Regions from separate parts of the Zea mays genome. Here all the other regions are linked to region 1. Evidence: chromatin contacts called from public Hi-C data. All regions are on one chromosome and are shown on one strand. The core of a region is the stretch at or near the end of the contact, and the rest is flanking DNA. Distances in the headings are between cores, read along the strand shown.

What was found. A called contact is a pair of places that touch in the nucleus more often than the background predicts.
Region 2: a contact with region 1 is called in a Hi-C map of endosperm, with 2.1 times the contacts expected there. The contact joins the promoter of LOC103644157 here to the promoter of LOC100192052 in region 1. A contact is called at or near these places in 4 of 25 Hi-C or Micro-C datasets (bundle sheath, ear and endosperm).
Region 3: a Hi-C map of endosperm shows a contact between it and region 1, with 2.7 times the contacts expected there. The contact joins the promoter of AO1 here to the promoter of LOC100192052 in region 1. A contact is called at or near these places in 3 of 25 Hi-C or Micro-C datasets (bundle sheath, ear and endosperm).

Annotation. Positions count from the first base shown.
Region 1 is chr1:293,660,522-293,663,221 of Zm-B73-REFERENCE-NAM-5.0, forward strand. It overlaps LOC100192052 (Ubiquitin-conjugating enzyme E2 2), which reads left to right and starts at 1,336. Exons shown (of 5, transcript NM_001137475.2): 1 at 1,336-1,600; 2 at 1,734-1,759. The coding sequence starts at 1,476.
Region 2 is chr1:293,328,082-293,330,781 of Zm-B73-REFERENCE-NAM-5.0, forward strand. It overlaps LOC103644157 (indole-3-acetaldehyde oxidase-like), which reads right to left and starts at 1,254. Exons shown (of 10, transcript XM_008667350.2): 1 at 614-1,254. The coding sequence starts at 752.
Region 3 is chr1:293,271,017-293,274,003 of Zm-B73-REFERENCE-NAM-5.0, forward strand. AO1 (Indole-3-acetaldehyde oxidase) reads right to left here and starts at 1,279. Exons shown (of 10, transcript NM_001111838.1): 1 at 1,078-1,279. The coding sequence starts at 1,234.

The DNA of each region.
Region 1 (2,700 bases), core at 86-2,585:
TACTGCACCGGTTTAAATGATCTTTATTCGTTTTCCCCGTTTCCTCTCCTTTGCTGTGTTGTTACTTTCGGCAAGCACATCTCATCTGGTGAGCACATCTCATATTGATATTGTTGGTTAAAGTTTGGTTATTCTTGGATTCAAAATAACACGATGAGTTGTGTTCTTGTAGGTAGGCTATGATATGTTTCTGACACATTTTTTGCTAATGGCTTCTAGGAAACGACACAAGATTGGTGAGGTGATCGCCAAATCTTGCCTGGAGAAAGGGATCTCCAAAGTTGTCCTAGATCGAGGCAGATTCCTCTACCATGGTGCGTAAAAGCTCTTGTTGATTCTGCTAGAGAGCACGTGCTTGAATTCTGAATCCGTCCAAATGTGTGTTCATATATATCTTCAGGATCACCTATAATCTTTTCCCTTTTTTCTTTAACTACGTATGTCGAGCAGGGTTGTTTACAGTTTGTTTTCGTTTATGTTCTTCAATATTCCAGGCATAAATGATAGAACTCGGTGCTAGAAGCAGTTCCGCATGTTGTCCACCCTAAGGACGATGGCTTGATAGGATGGCCTTCCATTTGGAGCAGATGATATTGTGCTCTTATGCTTAAGAGTGGGTCGTAGGGTTCATGGGCTCTCTCCAGTTTGACAGAGTGAGATGCTTAACATGAGTAGATTAGGCGGTGGCAGGAATTCCGCTGTGCTGATTAGTTTCTCGGGAGAGTAAGGCACTTACATTGTTCTCGATTAGCAACGTGTATACCTCATCGCTCCTTGTCGTAGGCCTTACAGCTCGTGCTTCGGCTTTCATGCAACCCCCCTCCTTGCTTCGATTAGCAACACATGATTAGAATTATTTCTGTAGGTTTTGGTAGATAATGCTTTATAGTAGTAGAGATTAGATGTTAGAAAAGAATATTTTAGATATTGAGGTCGATGATTATCTTGTTCGTTTTCATGTACCGTTTTGCACTAACATTCTATCGAATAATTTATATATCATCGCGACATTGCAATGTGTAGTGGTGAAATAGTTAGATTAAAATAATAAAATTTATGTATGATAAAATCACAAACGGATTACGAAACCTTTTCTTTTTACAGTATATCACATTTATACATAAATTATCTTGGTATTATATATAAGTTATCTTTGTATTATATATTCCCGTTGCAACGCACGATCACTCGTTGGGCGAGGGGCGCGTGGGGGCAACGCGACCTCGGCCGCTCGGGGAAGGGTCGGTCCACACACGCCGCTCGCGCTTCGCGTCGGTTTTATGCACGACTCCTTTTCGCACCCGGCTGGCCGGCTCCCCACCTGCTCGCCTCTCGCTCCGAAGCTTCTCCTCTCGCGTATCCTACCAGGAGGGTGGGAGACCCAGGGAGCGGAGGTGTGCGAAGCTCGCCTCGCACCACGCGCTGCGGCCTGCGGGGCGAGAGATCGGGGCCTGAGCTAGGGTCTGGTGGCGGAGATGTCGACGCCGGCGAGGAAGCGCCTGATGCGGGACTTCAAGCGCCTGCAGCAGGACCCGCCCGCCGGCATCAGCGGCGCGCCGTACGACAACAATATCATGCTCTGGAACGCCGTCATATTCGGGTATCAGCCCGCCTATTTCTGTGATGTTAGGTTAGCTAGCCTAAGGATCTAGTGAGGCGTGAGGCCGCGATACTTTTGGTGGGTTTTAATGCTGACTGTGCTTTTTCTCTTGGTGTTTGTTGCGATTCTGCAGGCCGGATGACACGCCGTGGGATGGAGGTGAGACCCATCCGATTTAGTTTGGCTCGATCTGTAATTGTTCAATAGCTGGCGTCTGCATTTTTTGGGTACTGCCAATGTCGTTAGTTGATGATTGGTTGACTGAAATACTGAATTCTACCTTATATGCCGACTGTTCTATAGTTGTGCACGATAGGTCCCAAATTTCTCGTCTGATTTGCATCTCGAAGCATATATGCAAACAAATGTTAACGAACTGCAAATATTAACCTCTACGAGCTTAAGAACAAGCTGCCTGCATAGAATCCGTGCTTCACTTGCATGCTTTCATGATGAAGGTATCTTCCAGTTGTTTCGTTCCTTATGCACCGTTTTCCAAAAAAAAAGAGCCTGGTCTGTAATGCCTTTTTTGTTCTTTATTAATGCTAACGGTTGTCACAAGTTACCAAAGGGAAGGCATGTCTGATTGACATGAAAGATATTAATAGTTAAACTCTGAATATGTGTGTTTTGCCAAGCATACTACTACATCTAGCTTTTATTATCTTTCTTATACAGCTAATAAAAGGCAAACATCATAGCATTGGGAAGTTGGAATTGTAAATTGTCTTGTTGTTTTTGACATCAACATGGTCTTCAATAATTGTTTACAATAGGCGCCATATTTCTCGTTTGATTTGGAACCTCGAAGTGAAGATGCAAATCAATGGATACGAACTATGAATATTTACCCCTACGAGCTTAGGAACAAGCTGCCTACTTAGGAACCTTGCATTTATTTGCATCATTGCATGTTTTCCTGATATAGGAGCCTTGCAGTTGTGTCATCCCTTTTATATTGTTTACCGAATAAGTTTTTTTTTCTCGAAACACGCAGCAGAGCTGCGTATAATTTATATTAAGAAAGAGAAAGGTCTTACCGAATAAGTAAAGCTGTGATGCCTTTATTTTTTGTTCTTTAGATGCTAACGATTGTCAGA
Region 2 (2,700 bases), core at 4-2,503, 330 kb before region 1:
CTGGCGAAAACTGTGATCTCGCTGTTGTTGCTTTGTTAATTGGTATAATATATCGTGTCTGAATTTTCTCCTACCAGAGAGAGGGTACCTGGGACACCTGGGCTTTTATGAATCTGTACTGGGATAGTGGGACGGGATGGGATGTCCTGTCACCTGTGCCTTTCAACTTCTTGGCGCGTCAGTGACTTAGTGAAACAGACGGCTGACCTCCCAAGAAAATCGGGGAGGAGAGGAAACGAGAAAACGGAAGGCAGGCAGGCCAGGAGCGGGAACGCAAAGGGGCCGACGAAGAAGAACCAGCAAGGTTAAAATCTGGTGCGGTGAACATATATACGGTGAAGCCTACATGTACGTACGTACGTGTACGGTGTACGCGAATTCCCTCCCCGCCTATTGTCCTATTATATTCCCCATCTACTACAAAGACAGGCATCTGTGTGCTTGGCGGTCTTCTCTCCTTCCTGACGTTCAGGAACAACCAAGCTATATATACAAGCTCAGCCGCGAATCCACTAGCTGAGGAGACGAAGGCAAGAGGTATATATACAAGACTACAAGAGTGCATGCGCATCTATCTATATCCATTCCATGGTGACGTACGGCGGGCACGTACCTTCGCCGCAGCCGAGCTTGGGGCCCCTGACGGGCGTCTGGGTGCGCAGGTACTCCAGCAGCGTCGTCGACGGGTCCACGCCGGCGGCCTCGTACCGCTTGCCGTTCACGGCCAGCACCACCGCCGCCTGCTTCCCCATCTCGATCTCTCCTCTCCAACCTTCTTGACGACTCGATCTAGTTGGCTTGGCTTAGCACCACTCCACCTCGCTCTCCCCCTCCCGGACGAACTGCACCGAGAGAGAGAGCCGGAACCGGAGGCCTCGCATGCACTCACAGACGACACAGCCGCGCCACACGCCTGCCCGCGCGCCTATTCTATTATATACACGGAGCGGCGGGTCTTGCAGCCGCTGGGGCCGGGGGTGCGTGGTGAACACTGAACTGAACCGATGATGATGCACGCGCTGACGACGGCCGGAGGTGGAAAGCGATGGGCACGAATCGCGAAGGGTTTCTATAAAAAGTCGTCGCTGGCCACGTGCACGGTGCACAAGCACTGTGCAGCTAGGCCTATGACAGTATCAGCGCGATGGATGGATGGATGGATCATGGATACCGTATCCATCGGTCATGCATGCATGCACAGAACCTCTGGTCCACTGTGCCGCACCCGCACGGCCGCACCCGCACACCCGCACTGCCACCGAACGGTTGGTACTTGTGCCTGCTAACTACAGTTTCGGCATGCCGGCTACAACATGACTAGCTTATCCGCGTGGCGTACTGGCAGGCATGTGCATATGCATGCATGCATGGCACCGATCGAGCCGGCCGGCCGCCTAGTTGCTCGCGCCAAGTCAAAAGATTCGATATCCGTCTCCTTGTTCGTGGGTGCAAGGAGGCGCGGGAGGAGCTAGCTAGGGCACAGTGTGAGCACATTTGGTTGCATAGTAACAAACGGAAGATGACAAATAAAGACATAATAATAATAATAACAATAACATAGTCCACATGAAGATGATGTCGATCGTCGTTAAGGCAAAGTTTCACTCCGGCCACTATAGTTAACTCGATAGCAACAGGCACTATATACGCATCTTGCCCGCGCGCACCCACGCATAAATTTAACAAAGAGTATTACTAAAGACGCTACGACGACGACGCTGACATGAGCGCCGATCGAGAAGTAGCGATTCCGAACGTGACAGGCGGCTGTCGGGGCTATGAATTGCACGTACAGTACGTCGTCAGGTAGGGGCGAAGCCCGGATCCAAAATTAGGGAAGCAAAATTAGATTAGAGGGGACTGTTATAAGCATTTTTACACTATTTATATGAGAATTAGTATAAAAAACTAAGATCTCCTATAGAATTAGGGGAACATTAGGAGGACATTGCCCCCTGTGCCCCCCCTGCCGTCAGGTCATCTCCGGCGTCTTGGCGGGCCGTCAAAAAGGAAGGCGGGCATGCTAGTAGCTAGCTCTGGAACGCGCGCGCGTGACCGGAGTACGAGCTGGCCTGGCCTGGTGCGCGGCGAGCGGTGGCGTCCGAAACGAACCACCCGCGCCAGCAGTCCGCCCGCCACGAAGAAGACGATCACACGTACGTACGTGGCCGCGGAAACTCCCGCCCGTGTCGTCGTGTCGTGTGTGCGATGTGCCGCGCAGGTAGCCACCCGACGACCAGACCAGACTAGACGATGCCGCCCATATCTATCTATCCGCACTGTATATATACACACCGAAGCGCGCGGCCGTGCTGATGAGCGGCGGACGACGACATCCCATGCATGTCCACTCCACGTCCACGTCTCCACCCGATCCGACCCCCCGGCACGCGGGCGAGATGGCCCCCGACCAATCGCGCGGCCGGCGCGGCGTCGTTTTCTCGTGGTGCCGGCCGGATAGGGGGAAAACGAAACGAGCGCCTGTGTGGTGTGCACAAGTACACGGATGCCAACAGGCGATAGCTAGCTAGTTAGCCGCCACGCAGTGCGTGGGAGTGGGCGCCGCGATCGATCGGATTCTGATTCTGAGATGGGCTCGTACGTCTTTCCACACATCCCTTTGCCTTTAGCTTTCGCCTTTCGCAGGTCGCGGCAAGAATAATAGTCCCAGTCGACATCGTTGGGCGTTTTTCCTTTCTT
Region 3 (2,987 bases), core at 29-2,528, 390 kb before region 1:
TAGCTCAGCTCGTGACAAAATTAAAACGAACTGAGTCGAGCCGAGCCGAGCTGACCATAAATCGAGCGAGCTGACGAGCCATGAGTATTTTGTCCAGCCAACAAGGGTAACCGAGCCATAAGTAATTTTGGGGTTTCAAAAAGTATGGACTGAACTTTGGTCTATATTTTTTTATTCCGGAATTTTTAAAACCCAAATTGATCGAACCAATTTCTAGTGACATTAAAGGGATCAGTATAGATTTTGATGGTATCGAAGGGATTTGCTTTAAATGGAACTAACGACGTTAGCTTCAAACTAACGGAGACGGTATTTAAGAGATTAAAATTTAAATTTAATGATATTGAATGGAGGTTATGAATTCTAATGACATTAAAGGGATTGATATAAGTTTGGATGGCATCGAAGGGATTTAATCCCTTGAAAGCATCTTTAGTTCACAGATTGCCCGTAGCCAGTTCGTATGCAGCCAGGCCGTCCAGAGACGGTTATTTGGGCCGTACGAGTGGATGCAGCCAAATAACTTCAAAATAACTTATGTTGCATTCACTCGTGCAGCACCACGTCTTTCACGTGCAGGTAATTAAACATATGCTGAACAAAGTTTACGCACGTGATGATTCAGGATAAGAATATGCGGGCAACCAATCATGATCTAGGTATATGTACTTTAGAACGCTTGCGCATGATATTGACTTTCTAGCTATAGCTATCGTACTAGTTTGCAAGAAGCATCTTGTATATATAATGTATTTATTTTTTTTGTTGATGAAACAGTAGCAGCCATGCCTTTCGATCTCTATAGATGGGATTCGCCTTAGCTTCTTGGTATGTCAGACCCCGTGAGGTGTGACATCCCAAGAAAAAAAAGGAGGGACACACAAGAAAACGGAGGCTAAAATATCCAATGGGAGCTCCAATTATAATATGATATACCGTGTGTTCCTGGAAGTTAGCTCCAATGATAATATGATATACCGTGTGTTCCTGGAAGTTGGCAAGAAGCCAAGAAAGAAACTTGTACGGTAGTAGTAGAGAGACGAAAGCAAGCTCAAGAATGGCGATCTGATCTGGTACCTTCGCCGCATCCGAGCTTGGGGCCTCTGACGGGCGTCTGGCTGCGGAGGAACTCCAGCAGCGACGTGGACGGAGCCACGCCGGCCGCCTCGTAGCGCTTGCCGTTGACGGCCAGCACCACCGTCGACGGCTCCGCTGCTCCTGCCCCCTTCCCCATCTCCTCCTCCCCCTCCACAGCACGCAACACAACACAACACAACACAACGCCCTCTGCGCGGGGAGCCGATCGATGGTGTGGTGCCCTCCTGTTTATATATACGAGTCGCTGACCTGCTCCGATCCTCCAGCCAGCCGGCCAGTGTTGTTGATGCACGCGCTGACGTCGCCAGCGGCTAGGATGCGAAAGCGTCTTCGCAGCTGCAGTGCAAGGCGCCAAGGCCTGTCAAGTCAAGAGGTGCGGGACCAGTGGCATCATGCATGTGCCTCGTGGCATATATGTTCCATAGTTACCCACGAGCACTAGGCTCTTCACATGCATTGACAACATTGACATGTGTTTGGTTGTCTGTACGGAACAAACCGACTTAAATATGTAGATGCAATCAAAGCCAAATCAAGCAACTTTGCCTCCATCCGTGGACCGACAATCAAAGCCAAATCAAGCAACTTTGCCTGCATCCGTGGAGACGCGGTGCGAGCGCATATCTAACCCGCCCAGGCCGCAACGAGTCAGACGCTCCACACACACAGACAACCAATCACATGGTTATGTATTTCTATGTCCTAAATCTAAATATATAATTTCTGTAATTTAAAAATAATTACTTTTGTAGATATTGTTGGTTAAAGTTTCAAAATATTGATTTAGACTGTCTCCGGTCGACTGTATAAAATAGAGGACGTAGAACTGTAGATGCTATTATTTGATATTGTTTACAGACTGAATATAGCATAGGACAAAGCTTCATGACTTTAGTCTTTAAGATAGGGTATTGGAGGAAGGCGGAGGCCGCGCTTTACGCATGCTTTGCAAAAACAAATGCCTTGTTCGCTGCGGCTTTAATCCGACTGCGGCTGCGACTTCTACAGTATTTTCTCTCTAGGGATTGTAGCTGCAACAGTATTTTGCAGCTGCAACAGTGCTCCGTGCAGGGCAGCCGAACGCGCTCAAATACGGCTCGTACCTTTGGGTTGAAGATGTTGCTAGTACAAAGTACAACTGTATAAGGCCACAGGCCCACAGCCCACAAGGCCACAAGTGCAAGCGATCGGGGAGATCACCAGAGATCCACGTGGGCAGTTTGATTGGCTTTAATCTGTACCTGATGTCAGCGGCGGACGGACGGTTCGCACGCTCTGCCCTGCCCCTGCATTTCTGATTTTGGTCAGCCGGCGCATAGGCCTGCTAATGGCAAAGAATCTAACCCACTCCCACCCATACTCAAATATAATAATTTTGATATCCATCCCACACTCACCCCAAAATATAAGAAGGAAATTAAATTCAACCCATCCAATAATATTATTGACCCCAAACCAACCCGTAATTGAGTGGAAACTTATGGGCCATGGAAAACCTGTGGGTTCAGCTTATTGTCTCACATTAAGCCAACTGCATACACATACACTGATACACAATAACAATTTTATATGTAGTTTTAATGACATACAAAAAACATAGTCCACGACATAAAAAACAGTGACAATAATATTATACACTGATACAAAAACAAGTTTGGTCGATGAATATTTAGGTCTTGAGAAAATAACAAAAAACATCTGTTAAAGATCTTTAATGAATAATAATCTTTTTGACAATAAATATAAACTAGCAGCAGTAGAAAGAGTCTTTGATCAAGCTCGAAGCTAGCAACAGTGGAAGGGCATATCTAAGTAGCATCAGAAGCCACCGAACGACACATAAATCTCCCTGGAAGTGAAAAGAAAAGAACCATGTGTGGATGGGTAAA